Linked DNA regions of Mus musculus: region 2 is linked to region 1. Evidence: chromatin contacts called from public Hi-C data. All regions are on one chromosome and are shown on one strand. Each heading gives the region's core, a stretch centred on a gene start, on an enhancer-like site or on the middle of the called end of the contact. The rest is flanking DNA. Distances are from core to core; before and after follow the strand shown. Region 1 overlaps Lnpep (leucyl/cystinyl aminopeptidase). Region 2 has its middle 28 kb from the start of Lnpep.

The links. A called contact is a pair of places that touch in the nucleus more often than the background predicts.
Region 2: a contact with region 1 is called in a Hi-C map of hematopoietic stem cells, with 4 times the contacts expected there. The contact joins two enhancer-like sites. A contact is called at or near these places in 4 of 15 datasets of contacts at CTCF or cohesin (CD8 T cells, the NIH/3T3 cell line, large pre-B cells and 1 more), 85 of 484 Hi-C or Micro-C datasets (the AML12 cell line, the C10 cell line, the C2C12 cell line and 53 more), 10 of 115 datasets of contacts at active chromatin or transcription factors (CD8 T cells, the HPC-7 cell line, bone marrow-derived dendritic cells and 6 more) and 3 of 9 other capture datasets (adipose tissue, liver and pancreatic islet).

What each region holds. Positions count from the first base shown.
Region 1 is chr17:17,580,077-17,582,676 of GRCm38.p6, forward strand. The region is part of intron 1 of Lnpep (leucyl/cystinyl aminopeptidase); the gene reads right to left. Among named protein-coding and RNA genes, the nearest start is that of Lnpep, 43 kb to the right of the region's middle. Within about 2 kb of position 1,310, at least 41 of the 459 cell types and tissues checked have an H3K27ac peak or open chromatin away from gene starts, as enhancers often do. A contact at or near this core is called in the HPC-7 cell line and hematopoietic stem cells, where this site is marked.
Region 2 is chr17:17,651,115-17,653,714 of GRCm38.p6, forward strand. No RefSeq gene overlaps it. Among named protein-coding and RNA genes, the nearest start is that of Lnpep, 28 kb to the left of the region's middle. Within about 2 kb of position 1,292, at least 4 of the 459 cell types and tissues checked have an H3K27ac peak or open chromatin away from gene starts, as enhancers often do. A contact at or near this core is called in the HPC-7 cell line and hematopoietic stem cells, where this site is marked.

The sequences.
Region 1 (2,600 bases), core at 60-2,559:
ATAAAACCAGGTTGCTGGTCTCTTTCCTGTGACCCATTCTCCCTCAGGCAAATCATAAACTGGTCTGCCTGCTTCTAGGCTTAAAAGGTAGCTCCTCAAGAGAACGGGCGATTGCTTGGGTAAGATGGCGGGCAGGACTGTGGTAAGGAAACGACTATGGAATCACACTGGTTTTTTTTTTTTTAAATGTGTATACACACACACACACACACACACACACACACACACACACAAGAGAAGGATGTTTCTGGCCCAATGCAAAATAAAAGCAGAAAATAACTTATGAAGTTTTGGTAAGCAAGAAACAGTATCACAGACAAAAAACTTAAAAAACAGGTCAACTACAGTTCAAACACCTGCTTTTTCACCCTCCTGTAGCATTCACAAGAACAGCAGTTTCCATCTTTAAAAGAGAACAAACACCACGAGTGTCAGCATATCTTAAGGCAGGGACGTAGTGGGGGCTTTCTAAGCTATAACCCGCCCCCCTCATACTTGTCAAGAATCACTGAAGAAAGGTTGGAAGAAGCAAAGGGAAAATAATACTACATATCTCTCAATAACTCAGAATTAGGACAGTCAATATTTTACATTAAAAATCACAGCTTTTAAGGGATTTCAAGAGTTTAACAAATTGAAATCATCTTTAATTTGTTCTCACAAGGTACTTTACAGTTAATTCTAATCTTCACAAGAGTTCTATAAAGTAACAAAATTAAATTTAAGGCATGAAAAAAACAAACATAAATGGATTAATTTAATCTTAAAGTTAGACAGGTATTTAATTGTACATTTCAACCCAGATCTAAAACAATTTATTCAAATTTTAATCTTCTCATTAATGTAATGCATCTTCTGACTCATGTTAATTTAATGAAAGGGAAGAGCTTTTAACAATTTGGTATCTGGTAATGAAATTAAAAATATTATTTCATTATAACTGACATTAGAACATAACTGACATTACTTAATATACAGGAAAACATAGTGCTCAATAAAGAATAAACAGTGGTAACTTATAACTCACAAAATAAATGCACACTACTCATATTAGAGTAAAGTTTACAACTGCTACTCAAAGTACAGAATGAAGACCACAGTACCCGTATTACGTCACACCTTCTTACAAAAGCAGACTCCTTCCCTTCCAGGCAGGAATTTCAGGAGATTACCCAGTGATCTGCATGCATGTCAGAAGGATTGATGGAATCCTACAGGCACCAACCACACTATTCCTAGATGTGCTCAGACCATAGCAGACTGTCTTACCCTAAGAACAAGTCAGGTGAAATCTCTCCCCGGCAGGCCTTTTTTTACTTAGTTCCTCTGCCTGGATGTCATGATTTCCTCTTCCTTCATTCAGTCTAGTACATATCTGTTATTGTGTAACTAAACTCACTAGAACATTGTCAAGAGAACTCATTTCCTTTTAAGAGTTAACTGTCATTCGTACTTTTGTGCACTTCTGATTTAGAGAGAAAAGAAACTAGAGTAAGATGGCCAACCATTTTCTACTTCTCCATTATGAAATTGGTAAAAATTATGCTACCGAGAAGTACCTAAAGAAATTAGGACATTCAATACTCAACCTCCTTAGTCATCAGGGAAATGCCAATCAAAACTAACCCTGAGATTCTACCTTACACCAATCAGAATGACTAGGATCAAAAACTTAGCTGATTCTGGTGAAGATGTGGAGAAAGAGGAACACTCCTCCATTGCTGGTGGGATTGCAAACTGATACAACCACTCTGGAAATCAATCTGGTGTTTCCTCAGAAAACTGGAAATAGTTCTACCTGAAGACTCAGCTATACCACTCCTGGGCCAAAAGATGCTCATATAACATATAACATATAACAAGGACACATGCTCCACTGTGTTTATAGCAGCCATATTTATAATAGCCAGAAGCTCGAAAGAACCCAGATGTCCCTCAACAGACGAATGGATACAGAAAATGTGGTACATTTATACACATTTTGAAAATGGAGTACTACTACAAATGGAGTATTATTACTCAACTATGGATGGGAGAAGGGAAGGGGAGAGAAAAAAGGGGGAGGGGAGCAGGACCAGAGAAGAGATAGAAGAGATAGAAGTCCAGAGAGCCAGGAGAACTAGTAGAAATAAGTAGCGGGTGTGTGTGTGTGGGGGGGGGGGAGGATGGTGAACTTGGGGAGCCACTAGAAAAAGTCCCAGCCTCCAGGGATGAGAGAGGCTTCCATGACCCAAAGGGGATGACATAAACCAAAATACCCAACAGCAGGGAGACAGAACCTGAAGAGATGACCTCCAGTAGATAGGCACGACCCTCAGTGGAGGGATGGGGCCACCCACCCATCTCAAAATTTTTAATCCAGAATTGTCCCTGTCTAACGGGAGGCATTTGGTTCTGTCTAAAGGAAAGGCAGAGACAAAAATGAAGCAGAGACTGAAGGAAAAACCAACCAGAGACCACTCTACCATGGGTTCCATCTCATCTGCAGACAGCAAACACTGACACTATTGCTGATGCCAAGTTGTGCTTGCAGACAAGAGTCTGGTATGGCCATCCTCTGAGAGCCTCTGCTAGCATCTGACTAAGACAGATGCAGATAC
Region 2 (2,600 bases), core at 42-2,541, 71 kb after region 1:
GCAAAGGGGATGGCTTCTATGCCTGTGGAGTGCCAGAGTTGACTTACAAGGAACCATGTATCTCTTCTTAACCTTAGGGTCACTGACTTCAAGTAGGATACAATCTACTACAAGTAGTATAAATTCCAGCTAAGTCAATAAATTACACAGAAGTGTAATGAGGCAAGAGAGTACAATCACAACAGAAGCCTGCTTTGTTTTATTAGTTGGTTGGGAATGTCACACAGTGTATTTTGATCATATGTATATCTACTTCCCATATTGCTTCTAGATTCAACCACCCCTTCCCTTCTCGCTCAACTTAACTTTGTATCTTTTGAGTTTTTATATCAAATAGAGTTTGTACTGCCCATATACTCACAGATGTGTTGCCTTCACTGCAGAGTAATCAACTCAATCGAGGCTGCACTCTTAAAAAGAAAAGACTCTCTCACTTCCAGCAGATATTAAATGCCAAAACTCCTCAGTCAAGGATGGGGATTTCCGCTCACCATCCCTTTTATGTTGGAATTTTATCTGGCCTGAGTTTCTACAGGTCTTGTGCATGTTGTCACAGCTTCTGTGAATTTGTATATGCAACTCCCTGCTGTTTCTGGTGTAGAGAGAATCTTTACATCACCTGTCAATTTAAAGAGTCTATGGCCAATGAGCTGAGGCTGGAAATAGGAGGTGGGAGTTCTGCAGAGAGAGAGAGAGAGAGAGAGAGAGAGAGAGAGAGAGAGAGAGAGAGAGAGAGAGAGAGAGGGAGAGAGAGAGAGAGGGAGAGGGAGAGGGAGGGTGGGGGAGGGGATGAAGAGGGAGTGAAAGGGAGAGAGGGAGAGAGAGAAAGATTCGAAAAAGTCAGTCAGTCACGGGAGATTCAACTCAAACTTAGGAGACAGATGCATGAAACATGTGGCATGCTTAGAACATAATGAATTGGATTATTGAGATACGAGTTTGTTGGGGAACAGAGCCAAGGTTTTTGGCCTAGGCATTTATCCATATATAAGAAATCTCAGAGTCATTATTTCTGGGAACAAAAAGACCACAGGAGAAAAAAAATCCCACAGTAAAACCATAGAAAGATGATTTTTAAGTGTCCCGCAAACTCTGTCACTGTGTTTCATCTCTCTTTCCTTGGACTCTAAGTCAATGCTGTGGCAAAATTGGGGTCAATGTGAAGAAACAACACTAACAACCTAGCTGAAACTGCAATGTAAGTCCCTCTAGGTGATAGTGCCTACAACAAGGCAATAGAGTAAGTGGGGCTCAGATTACCCCACTCTGCCTTTCATGGGTTCTGAGGCCCCCAGACATTGCAGAGCAGAGATGAGTCATCCTCATTGACCCTGTCTGAATCTCTAACCTACAGACACTGTAAGGAATGGTAAATAATTGAGTCATTAAGCATTATGATAAGTATTTTGCTGTTCATAGTAACGGAGTCATTACGTGTAATATCAGAGAAACTAAGGAAGGAGCAAAGGAAGAGAAGCAGAAAGTGGGGGGAACAGAATGAGCATATTCTTGGTTCTGTGCGAAATCTATGAGGCAGTATGAGAATACCAAGCCTCACTACGGTGTATTTGTGGAGTAAAAAGTGGGCAAACTACCCTGCTGGCTTTCTCACATTTTTATAACTAATCAGCCAGTTTCCTGTGTGTTAGCCGCCAGCCCTTCCTGGCTATGCTAGCAGGTTTGGGGAACCTGCTGAAAGTCTAGGTTGGACAGTGTAGAGGTCGGAAGCCCTCCTCACTAGAAGGTGCAATGTGTTTACTCTTGAATTTGTTGTGGCTGCTGTAACAGAAACTAGGATATTAAATTAAGCTAAAACAAAAAAACAAAACAAAAAACAAAACAAAAAAGAAAAGAAAAGAAAAGAAAAAAAAAAAAAACAAACCTTAGTTTCTCATCTATAAATCAGTCCTGGAACAAAATAACCCTGTAACTAAATCACAATCAGGCAGGAAACAAGCCAGCAACTGTGGACCAGGAACAAGTTGAACAAGTAACCTGTGTTAGCTATAAAAACTTAAAATCAATGTTGGTTACCCCTGTTTATTATCATTATCATTATTATTCTTCCACACACTGTTGGCACTGATGTCTTCCCACTAGGTTTTCCCCATACGTGTGCACTTTGATCACTACAATTCACACAAAAATGTTTTCATTATTTAGAAAATACTTTATAAGTTTTTGTAACCAGACTCACATAGATAAAACCTTACATATTTCATACATTGTGTTAACCTTGTACAAATGGAAAAAAATTAAGTTCAACATTTCGAGACCAATATGGCTGTTAATTTCTTTACAATGCCAACTCAACACAGTAAACTGAGAACTTTTTTCCAAAGTTAACAGCACAGCTAAAGGTTCAAAAATTCAAATTATATATACGTATGTACATATATTATACATATATTACATATATAAAAATTTATACATATATATATAGAGAGAGACCAGTAATAGCACTATGTATAAAAAAACCCGTCAATACAGCAGCAACAACTTTTCCAGATTCTGCAGTCATTTGAACAAAATTGTAGAGACATTAAGCACACTTTATTAAAAAAAAGTAAAAAAACAAAACAAAACTGCAGAAAACAGCA